Linked DNA regions of Mus musculus: region 1 is linked to region 2. A link is a contact called in public Hi-C data. All regions are on one chromosome and are shown on one strand. Each heading gives the region's core, a stretch centred on a gene start, on an enhancer-like site or on the middle of the called end of the contact. The rest is flanking DNA. Distances are from core to core; before and after follow the strand shown. Region 1 has its middle 3.7 kb from the start of Gm29679. Region 2 overlaps Zmynd8 (zinc finger, MYND-type containing 8).

What was found. A called contact is a pair of places that touch in the nucleus more often than the background predicts.
Region 1: a Hi-C map of pro-B cells shows a contact between it and region 2, with 7 times the contacts expected there. The contact joins two enhancer-like sites. A contact is called at or near these places in 2 of 15 datasets of contacts at CTCF or cohesin (embryonic stem cells and large pre-B cells), 11 of 484 Hi-C or Micro-C datasets (the G1E-ER4 cell line, the N1E-115 cell line, cortical neurons and 6 more), 5 of 115 datasets of contacts at active chromatin or transcription factors (SST interneurons, T-cell acute lymphoblastic leukemia, bone marrow-derived macrophages and 2 more) and 1 of 9 other capture datasets (embryonic stem cells).

Annotation. Positions count from the first base shown.
Region 1 is chr2:166,557,941-166,563,789 of GRCm38.p6, forward strand. No RefSeq gene overlaps it. Among named protein-coding and RNA genes, the nearest start is that of Gm29679, 3.7 kb to the right of the region's middle. Within about 2 kb of position 4,036, at least 9 of the 459 cell types and tissues checked have an H3K27ac peak or open chromatin away from gene starts, as enhancers often do. A contact at or near this core is called in pro-B cells, where this site is marked.
Region 2 is chr2:165,831,122-165,836,931 of GRCm38.p6, forward strand. Zmynd8 (zinc finger, MYND-type containing 8) reads right to left here. Exons shown (of 23, transcript NM_001363020.1): 9 at 3,769-3,846; 10 at 2,188-2,303. Among named protein-coding and RNA genes, the nearest start is that of Gm11465, 47 kb to the right of the region's middle. Within about 2 kb of position 2,935, at least 31 of the 459 cell types and tissues checked have an H3K27ac peak or open chromatin away from gene starts, as enhancers often do. A contact at or near this core is called in pro-B cells, where this site is marked.

The sequences.
Region 1 (5,849 bases), core at 2,786-5,285, 730 kb after region 2:
AGCAGTGGAGGCTCTGAGAGGTGTCCTGGCTTGCTTACAGCAGTTATGGGAGGAGGCCTCAATTTCTCTTTCTGTCTCTGGCATTGCTACTGGAGCAAAGTGGCTGGAAATGGGGAATAATCCCACTGGGGCCTGCGAAGATCTGTGGATCTGAGAATCCGCTGACCCGGACCAGCAGCCAGCTCTCCGGGATGAGTTGAAAGCACTCGTGTGCGTGAAATCTGCAAGCTCTCCTGTGTGTGAAATCGTCGCCCTTAATGACTTAGCTACTCATTCTGGAATTCCTTTTTTCTCTAATTCAAGCATATCTCCTCCGTGACACTTCCATAATTCCCACAGTTTGCTGGGTCAAGGCCTGGCACTTAGAAAATAACAGACCTATCCATCACACCCCTGTGAAGCATCCATAGCAAACTCAGCCACAGAGACAACTTGCCTGGAAGCAGTCTCAGGGGAGGTAGCTGAACAGATGTCACCACCCCTGTGTTGCTCCCAAGAGTGTTAAGGGAATGTCTTCTTGAAGGAAAGAATTCAGTCAAGAGACAGAGACAGCTGGAGCAGAAGTTTATGTATCAAAGCAAACACCACAGACACACCGGAGCGGCTGCCCCACGGTTCAGTGTTACGGAGGCTAAGGATGCTTTCATGAATATTCATGAAGTAGGTAGCATATTCATGGAGTAAGTTATCCCTTGGAAATCCATTTTAGGGCATTTCTTCCCATGATCCTCTGAAGAAGCCCATAGGGACGTGACAAACCCATTACCAGAGTGAGGATATGATGACATCAGATCTTTGAGAGGCATGGGTCCTTCTGCACACACGTGTGGGCCAAGATCCAGAGATTTGTCGTCTCATATAGGAATAACTTAACAGCAGCTTCATGATGTTTAACCACAAAGAGGAGGACCTGTCTAACTCCTTACCAACCCAGTACCAAGGACCCTTCCCCTAGATCTAGGGAGGCCTTAGCCGTTGTGTGATTCAACGCCTCCCAGGGCCCTAAGTATCCCCACCACCCTCATCATCGCCTTACATTCTCGTTATTGGGGTGATGTCCCTGGATTTAAGAATCGTGTCTCTAGACGCTCCTTATTAAAACATGCATATCTTGTCTGAGAAGAAGTAATACATATTCATCAGAATAAATAAATAAATTTCCCATCAGTTCTCAGATGCGGGAGGCTTTGAGAGAGATGGGTGGGGTGTGAGGTAGGAGAGTTAGAGCTGAACCTACTCATAGTGTCGGAGTGAGCTTTTCTAGGGTGTGTGTGTGTGTGTGTGTGTGTGTGTGTGTGTGTGTTGTATGCATCTGTGTGTATGGAGGGTATGTGCACACATGTGTATGAGTGTAGGATATGCATGTGTTTGTGAGTGCCTGTTTCTAGGTAAATGCACAGGTACATGCGGGTGCACGAGTGTCCGAGCATGTGGGGGCCAGAAGTTGATGCCAAGTGTCACCTCTATCCATTTCCACCTTGTTTTTTGAGACAGGCTCTGTCACTAAGCCTGGAACTCACCAGCTCAGTCAGACTGGCTGGCCAATGAGCTGAGGGGATTCACCAGTCTCCACCCACTATACCCTGCTTTTTTTTTTTTTTTTTTTTTGCTTTGTTCTGTTTAACAGCAGTGCTGGGGACCCACACGGGCTCCTTCTGCCTTTGTGGCCAGCATCCCCTGCCCACAGAGCGACCAATCGTTCCATCAATCAATCATCTCCTTCACGGATATTGGCTGTGTCCTGTGGGCTGGACACTGCTTTGATCTGGTCTCGGCGGAGCTGACCTTTGTTCTAGTTTCATGTCTGTTGCTGTGATCAAATGTCCTGACCACAAGCAGCCTAGAGCAGAAAGGGTTTACGTTAGCCAACAATCCCAGGGGATCCTCTTGGGATCCTCTCCGTCACTGCGGGGATGTCAGAATGGCGGGAGCAGGAGGCAGCCAGTCACACACATCCACAGAAGCATCATCACACCTCTGAGGGCCAGGGGATCCTGAGAATTTGGAGGGAGCCACGAAAGACCGTAAATCTTGTCCTGCAGACAGGACTATGCACCCATACCCAAGATGCACCCTCACGTGTGCACACTCCCATGCACACACATTCACCACACACTTGCACATGTGTCCCCAGTGAGGCCATGGGTCACTAGCTGCAGTGATGAGCACCGAGACTTGAGAAGACAAAGCTCGGTGGGGCAGCAGTATAGACAGAGCACACATGCACACACACACTCACACATATTCGCATGTGTCCACGGTAAGGCTGTTTATTCACTAACTGCTGTGATGTGCTCAGAGCCCCGCCCCCTGCCCCCAACCCCTGCAGCACAGAATCTTCCGAAGTTGCAGTACAGGACAGAACAGGATTCTCTCTAATCAAAAGAAGCTGTCACAAGCCAATGAGGCTCGTGGGCAACTGCCCAGCTCTCTTCCTAAAGTTCCCAATGTCTATGGTGGCCAGGCCACAGGAGCAACGGTGGCAGGAGCATGCTGAGCCTGTGACATTGTCAGTGGCTGGGGCAGGGTCTCGGCCTGCTGAAAATCACAGCTCCTCTCTCTGTTGGCCAACTCCTTACCTTTCCTGAAGCCAGCCAAGAACGAGGGTGAAATTTGAATCCAGGACCTTCTACTTCATGCCAGGCTCAAACTCCAGCCGTCACATCTAGCGGGGGGGGGGGGTGTGCATGGGGAGGATAGCATCAGACTTCCCGTGACCGTGATCCTGAGTTCCCACTGAGAGGAGGTGATGCCCACTGGCCCTGGTTCTGTGTGGCCCAGAACATCTCCACTCATGTGCTCTCAGCCTAGCCTCCTCCAAACGCCATCTCTGGCCTAAGTGTAGCACCCAAGTGAAGCAAGCCCACTGGTTCACCTCTGGTGGGGTCACGGTGCTTCTCTGGGGGCTCTGGGTGGAGAGTCTCTGTGTGTAATCAGGGCTATGTATAAACGCCCCTCAGACCTCCCCAAGGCCAGGCCTGCCCCGGTGGCCTTCTTCCACACACCTGATGACTTTAGTCACCTCCAGTGATCCCTGCAGATACAGTACAGACCTCCAGCTGCGACAAAGGACCTTTGGTCACAGAATCTCCTGTCATATGACTACTCCTCCTCCTCCAGCCTGCACCAGGCCCAGGGAGAATGGTACAGAAAACCTGAGGCACACAGAAGTAAGACGCTGGCCCGGAAACCGGAGCCTAGAAAGTCCAGTGCAGAGTTCATGGGCTCCAGGCAGAGGCTAGCCCTCTATTACCCCTCTCTGTCATGCTCAGCACCTGGGGTCATATTTCCTGAGGCTACCTGGTTCTCATTTCCTGAACAGTGCCAAGGTGAAGTGTCACTGAGGCTTGTCAGCCACCCTCAGTCTCCACAGCTTTAAATGCACGGTGTCCTGGGTCATCTTGTACCGTCCATTCTGCTCTGGCGGGAGACCTGGAATACGACCAAGGCCCTGGACCCAGGTGCCAGGGGCCCAGTTCTTAACTGTGAGGCTCCTTAGCTATGGAGGTGTGGGCTGACTTCTGTCACTGTCCTTACCTTCCTCCCCACAGGGACCCTGTAGGGTGATCATGAGCATTTGCTGAGGAGATGTGCCCCATGCATGCCTAGCACACAGTAGGTGTTCAGCTAATGCCCATACCCTGGTGTCTCATAGGCCCCAACAGGACCCTGGATCTACCTCATCTGCTCACTGGGAGTAGATGTCCCCTTGGGCCCTTTGGCTCATCCTCAGCCTTGGGGACAGATGAGCTGGAGCAGAGAAAGAAGGGCCTGGGGAGTGACCTGCCAGCTCTGCACTCAGTCACTATTTAAGGAAGGCCCCGGGGGAAGCAGAGAAAGACAAATTCTTGGTGAGGACAGAGAAGCATGCCCACACAGCTCTGTGACCCTCACCGACAGGGAATCTGAGACAGATCCAGAGGGAGGAACCTCAGGATTCGTGGGAACTGTCTGCAGAGAGCAGCTTATGCAAAGGCCCTGAACCTTCCAAGCCACGATAGGGTGGTGGCGGCAGAGGTGGGAAGGAGTGGCCAGATGATGGTTAGAGCAGGAAGGAAGGGGGCGGGGAGGAGAAAACAGGCTCCTTGGAAGCCTCCACAGAGCAAAGAACCTTCCAGAGTTTCTCCAGCACAGCACCCATGCATTTCATTGGTCAAAAGTGACTTGATGGCTACCAGTCATCGCCAGAGAGGCAGGGCCCTGTGACTGGCTTCTGCCTCTGTCTGAGACCAATGTCGGCTTTTGTGGGTCCCAGAGCAAACTAAAACTGCAGGTATGCAGACAGGCGAGACAGCTCAGCGGGTAAAGGCACTCGCCTCCAAGCCTGACAATCAGAGTCCAATCTTCCAGGACTCACAAGTAAGAGGAAAGAACTGACTCCCACACGTGTGTGTGCACATGCACGCACATGCACGCACGCACGTGCGCGCGCACACACACACACACACACAGAGGAATAAATATAATGAAGTCAGAGCAAGAGGCCATATGGGAAGGAGTGTCCCACACTGTCCTTCAGGGTTCTTCAGAGAAAAGCCTACAGAACGAATATATGTCACAAAGGGATTTACCAATTGGATTGACTTACACAGGACTGAGTCCAACCGTAGCTGTTGGGAGAGGCTCCGAACCTGCTAGCTACTCAGTAGTGAGGCTGGATGCCTCAGCCTGGTCCCAAAGACCTGGAGGATTCCCAGAGAGAAGCTGGGCATCGATCTGGAATTGATTGGAAGGCCAAAGGACCTAGGTTCTGATCTCAGTGAAGGATGGTGGCGGCGGCGGCGGCAGCAGCATCTGGGTAGATGCACTCATCAGTGAAGAGTGAGTGAGGACAGGCTAAAGCAATGTATGGGCTGGTTTTGTGTGTCAACTCGACAAAAGCTAATCAGAAAGTTAGGAGCCTCACTTGAGGAAATGCCTCCTTGAGATCGAGCTGTAAGGCATTTTCTTAATTAGTGATCAATGGGGGGGGGGGTGTCAGCCCATTGTGGGTAGTGCCATCTCTGGGCTGGTGATCCTAGGTTCTAAGAAAGCAGACAGAACAAGCCAAGAAAATCAAGCCGGTAAGCAGCACCCCTCCATGGCCCCTGCATCACCTCCTGTCTCCAGGTTCTTGCCCTGTTTGAGGTCCTGCCCTGACTTCCTTTGGTGATGAACAGCACTGTGGAAGTGTAAGCCCAATAAACCCTTTCTTCCCCAACGTGCTTTTTGGTCCTGGTGTTTCATCACCGCACAGAAATCTTAAGTAAGATAATTAGTGTTGCCTTTCCTTCAGAACTCTTCATATCTGGGCCATCCTGGAAGGTGCCATCCGTTCCGGGGGATGGCCTCCCTCCTCCCCCATCTGCTAGTCCTTCGGGAAAACACTTTCACCCATCCACCCAAACGCATCTCTTAGTTGACCCCAGATCCAATCAAGATGCTGCTAAGACTAGCAGTCACCCTTGAACGCGTAGAAGCAGAGCTCACACTAACAAAGTCACTTTCTCTTCCCAGTGATGAGCTCAGGCCCGTTCAGTTCTTTCTTCTCCACTTTCTTCTCTGCTGCTTGGGTTCCCAGAATAAAGCCAGGCCCTCCTGTGGCATATCTGAAAGAGAGTCCATAAAACCCAATGGCACCGGGCGGTGGTGGCGCAAGCATTTAATCCCAGCACTTGGGAGGCAGAGGCAGGCGGATTTCTGAGTTCGAGGCCAACCTGGTCTACAGAGTGAGTTCCAGGACAGCCAGGGCTACACAGAGAAACCCTGTCTCGAAAAAACAAAAAACAAAAAACAAAAACAAAAACAAAACAAAAAACAACAACAACAAAAAAATCCAATGGCTTTGGTGGCTCCTGTTTGTCATATGT
Region 2 (5,810 bases), core at 1,685-4,184:
TGGAGTGACTAAGACTGTCTAGGGACAGGTGTGGTGGCGCACACCCTTGGTCCAGCACAGGGGGTGGGGCAGAGGCAGGCGAATTTCTGAGTGTTTGAGGCCAGGCTGGTCTATATAGGAATTCCACAGATTAGCCAGGGCCACACAGAGAGATCCTGTCCCAAACAACCAAGCAAACAAACATAAGTCTACCATAACCAAGGCTATCACAAACAACAACAACAACAAAAAAAAACCCTGTCTGGGGAGAGATGGGGGCTCACCCAGAACCAAGAATTCTCCTGGGAAGAGTGTGCACCCCAGTTCCTTCAGATGGGGATACCTTAGGCCTCCAAAGTGTTGGCATTAAGGTACTGTTCACACAACCACAGTGGGGCCACCGTGCCTAAAAGCAACCCACCAGATTAGCACAGGAGAGTCTTAACCCATTAAGATGGCGAACACCTCAAATGCTCTTCGAGGAGCCGGCTAAGGCACAGCCAGCCGCCAGCTCCTCCTGCTCTAAAAACAGAAAGCAAATTCTTACTTGCCTCTCCCCAGAGCACCCAGTTCAAACCACTAATTACAGCCCAGGCTCCAGACACAGCCCTTCACTGGGCGCTGCCCATCTAGCCAGGTCCACCAGGGCCTTCATACCAAGCATTTCCTACAGATGGGAGACAGGGAGCCTAGCTTGGACAAGTGTCTGCCTGCGTGCTGAAGCAATGCACCATGGGAGAGAGCCCGAGGGAGCACATTCCTTTAACTGAAGGAATGCTGACATTCGGGATGAATTCTACCAGGACAGGGTGGGGAGAGGGCTTGCCTAGCCTACAGGAAGCCTGGGATCCATCCCCAACAACACACTACCAGGTGTCTAGGTGTACGCCTGGAATTTCTGCACTCAGGATGTGGGCAAAGAAGATCAGGAGTCCAACATAAAACAAGTTGAGACCAGTTGAAGCTACATGAGCCCCTCCCCCCACAGACGGGGGAGTGGTGGTGGGAAAATTAAACTGTGCTGCACCCCGCCAAAGCCAGTATTACCTCAAGAACTCACCTATTCTCCTGACAGGGGGAACCACTGGAATTTCTGTAAGAAACTCAATCTCTCTAATATTGAGATTTTTCATTTCTTTTTTGCTTTGATTCATCAGCCAAGCACGTGACAGAGTGAGCATGCTAATTCAGATGCCGATTATCACAAAAAAAAAATCTATTTTCTGTGCGGCACATGAGTTTAACCCCTACTGCATTCCTACATCTTCTCAAGATGCGGGGGTGGGGCCATACTCCCAAGGAACCTTTGCTTCATTTAATCCCGAGGGAATTTGCATGGTAAGTGGTGTCTCTGACTACCTGGTGTTCACAGGCAGACGGGGCGCCAAGCAAAGGGAGCTACTGGAGCGACTCCATAACTCCACTCAGCCTGTGCAGGAAGGAAAGGGGAGGCTGGGGAGGCTGGGAGGGAGGGTTTGAGTCTGTCAAAACATCATCCCCTCTGTCACTTCCCAGTTTAGATACACAGGAAGGCGGATGAGGAGGGGAGGTACTCCATCTTATGCTAGGAGCTTCGTTTAGTGGCAAACTGGGAAACGACCTCAGGGTCCTGAAAGCATTACTTTTAAAAGCGGTTTGCACAGAGGTGTTCATTTACTCCAGGAAGACAGAAGGGATAAATAAGTCTACATCAAACAGCAGGCCACAGAGCCACGGAACTCCTTCTGAAGCCAGATCCAACCAAGAGAACCAGGGAGGCGAGGTTCTTTCCCAACACGCCTGAAGCTAACCCTCCAAAACACCTGGACGAAGCCCCCCCTCACCAAGCTTGGCAGACAACCAGAAAACATTTTGCAATAACAAGGTCACAGGCTGCTAAGACAATATATAAAAACAATAGCCGTAGTCACTAGTGATAAAAGGTAGAGTTCGGGCTGGTGAGATGGCTCAGTGGTTAAGAGCGCTGACTGCTCTTCCAAAGGTCCTGAGTTCAAATCCCAGCGACCACATGGTGGCTCACCACCACCCGTAATGAAACCTGATGCTCTCTTCTGGAGTGGCTGAAGACAGCTACAGCGTACTTACATATAATAAATAAATAAATAAAGGTAGAGTTCGCTTTTAAGAACAACACAGTACCCCTCCGCCACCTTCACTCTGTGATGGCATTCTCCAAAGTTCCACGCACAGCCTGTTTTAAGCTCCCACCTGTCATGTTGTCCAAAGAAACGGGCGTCAACCTGCCCGTCTTTGTCCCTCAGAGCTTTCGCTGGCCAGAATGGAAATCCTTTCAGTTTTGCCCAGACCAAAGGGTGCGGATTGCTCTAGAAGAACAACAAAAGGCAGGGTTGGCGTTATATTTGGCAGCAAGACACACATTCAAGTCTGAAAGGTAACCTGAACGCAGGGAGGCAGGGAGGGCACAGCCCTGTGCTGATTAATTAGGCTTCCGTCAACCTGGCACAAGCAGAGTCATCTGGGAAGAGGGAACCTCAAGTAAGAAACAGCCTCCGTCGGACAGGCCTGTAGACAGAGCTGGAGGGCGTTTCCTTGATTGACATCTGTTGTGGGCGGGTCCAAGCCGCTGCTGGGCAGGTGGTCCTGGGTGTATTTACAAAGCAAGCTATGCAGGCCCTGAGAAGCAAGGCGGAGTGAGCCGATCTCCTCCAGGTCCTGTCTTAAGTTCCCTGGATAAAGGACTATATAAGCTAGAAGATGAAATTTACCCATGCCTCCCCAAGCTGCTGCAGGCCTGGGTGTTTATCACAGTAATTAGAAAGCAAAATAGGACATGAGCCAGGCAAGCAAGGGGACCCCCGGCAGGCGTGTAGCCTGAACAGCGCCTGCGCGAAGCTGAAAGCTAAAAGAGTGAATAAGGCTTGGGTCCTGGCTGACCCAAAAAGTCCACCTCCTTAGGCACCGCAGAAACAGTCACCACCTACTCTGTGCTAAGTTTGTACAAAATGTGGAGTTACACAAAAGTAAGAAGCTGCAGGAGCCATACTGTGTGCTGGGGCTCCCCCAAGCTTTAGCTCCACTGGTGTTTATCTCCAGAGGCAAGGAGAGGCCTGAGCCATCCTTTACTTAGCCGGTCTTGCCTGTTCGAACCCTCCACGCCACCGCTCTCTCCACCTCACCATGCCCAACTCTGGAGACCAGTGGTTCTCAACCTGTGGGTCTCGGCTCCCCTAAGGTCAATGGAAAATATAATTTTACTCTATGATCCATAACGGCAGCAAAATTACAGTTAGGAGATAGCAGCAAAACGTTTTTACGGCTAAAGGAACTGTACCAAAGGCTCACAGCATTGGGAAGGCTGGAAACCATTGCTTAAAACGTACTGGATTTGGTCAACGCCCAACACTGTCGAAGAAGAGTTTACCACATAGCTTTGCACTTCCATAAACCAACGATCTCTCTGGAGAGACAGACAGTCCCCCAGGGATGTGTATCTAGGGTCTTAAAACAGGAACTAACCAGACTTTATTTCAAATGACACAGCAAGCTGCAGCTGCGGTTCTGACACATCCTATGGTCTGCACCCCAATTGTCACAGTCCCCCTCGACAGTCAACCCAGTTACCAGGACACTTAATTCTGGAACAAAACGGTTCCGCCCAAGAGGCCGCCAAAGCCTGCTCAGTTCCCCTCCGCCCTGACTTTTTCAGAACAACTTCCATTAGAGCTTCCCAGTCTCGTCTCGTAAGTCCCCGGAGAGGGTCATCTCGGTGTAGCCACCAAAGGCACCAGAGTTTCCAAAAGTGAAACCAAAGAACGGGATCCAACTTACACAGGGCTCACAGAACCAGTTGTCTCGTTTTTGGCAAGCTGCAAGATAACATTCTGGACAGACTTCGATTTCATTCATCTGTAAAGAGAAAGATACATTAGAGTGTGGGGTCCCCGGGGCCTCCCATCTGGAAGCCCTACTAAGAGTGTGGGGCTCCCGGGGGTCCCCCATCTGGAAGCCCTACTAAATCCCCGACCCCTTTCCGTGCTTGGACTTTCATTTCAAGATCAGATTTTCTTCTTTTAGTTCTTCTTCTGTTTTTTTGGTTTTTGGTTTTTCAAGACAGGGTTTCTCTGTATAGCTCTGGCTGTCCTAGAACTCACTTTGTAGACCAGGCTGGCCTCGAACTCAGAAATCCACCTGCCTCTGCCTCCCGAGTGCTGGGATTAAAGGCGTGCACCACCACGCCCGGCTAGTTCTTCTTTTGTATTACAGGGCAGGCAGAGAGCGGCAGAATCTTGCCAGGTAGCTCAGGCTGGCCTCAAAGTGACCAAGAGAGTCTCCTGCCTCCGCCTCCCAAGTGCTGAGACCATAGGTTCACAACAGTACACACTCAGTTTGCTGACTGACTAATAACAACCAGGACATCAGCCACACCATGGCTGTCCTGCCCACCTTTAAGATGATATTCAAACAGGTGGACAGCACAGCTTAGAACCCACCAATGGTCTCACCTAAAGTCAAAGTTTACCCCGGACAAGCCCAGAGGCTTCAGAAAACAAGCCGCACATGACTCTGGGCCTGCACCACTTCATAGGTGGTCCAGGATGATGCACCACACACACAGAATCCACACAGCAGCTAACTCCACAGACTGAGCCCTACTGAGATATCCTGTGGTATCTACGGTCACGACACCTTAACACAACCAAGCCTACGTCTTCCACGCCTGAGTGTCTATTTACTTCTCACAGTGGGACAAGGTCAGACCACGATCATCTCATTTTAACTGCAGAAAGGGATGAAGCCCTAAAAATTCAAATATCCTACTGAGGGTCCCCTGTGGCAGAGAGAGGTAGGGCAGGGAATTGAACCCGGGCAGTGGATCTCTAAAGCCTGTGTCTCCTCAACATACTTAGCAGCTATTATTTTCCCGGTATTGGCGCTCTCACATTGCTCCTTGCCTCCTGATGCCATGCAGGGCCCATGTATGTAGCAGGTGATCTGCTACATCGTCATTCCTCAGCCCACATCCGTCCGCCTGAGCTAGTGTAACTAGGGACTGAAGTGGGAGGGAGCACTGTACCCCTCCTTCCAAAGGATAAGAGTGAGGGGTGCGTCAAGGCTTGCTGCCAACGCAATACAACCAGAAAGGACAGTGAAATGTTACTGTCTGCTGATCACCTGCAGGAAATACACACAGACGTATACTTTTTAAATTTACATAGATGGGCTGGAGAGGTGGCTCAGAGGTTAAAGGCACCTGATGTTCTTGCAGACAACATGGGTTCAGTTCCCAGCACCCACCTCAGGAAGCTTGAAAGCACAGGTAACTCCATTTCTAAGAGCATGGCCTCTGGTCCCTTCAGGCATCTGGATACTCATGATGGACATAAATACAAAGGTACCCATAAACACAATGAAGGAATGAAGGAATGAATGAATGAGCGAGTAAATGAATGAGTGAATGAATCTTTTACAAAGATAGGCCCTTCCTGTGCTGAAAGAACACACAGTTTCACACACTTGCACCCAGGTAGGTGTCCACACTGACATAGCTATCCTGGAAGCAGTCAGAAAATTGCCACCAACTAGTAGAAAGGCCCCATCTCTTGACATCATTGACATGCTGTTATCTGGGAATTTCATGCCTGAGAACCACACAATCAAGTTAGATGAGGGGGGGTGGAAACCCACCACGGCCGAGCAATGTGGCAGGAATGGTGGCATAGTGGTTACACCTCTACTCCCGGCACTACAGAGGCAGAGGCCAGCCCAACCTATGCAGCAAGTTCAAGGCTAGTCAGGATGTATAATGAGACCCCATTGAAAGAAAGAAAGAAAGAAAGAAAGAAAGAAAGAAGGGAGGGAGGGAGGGAGGG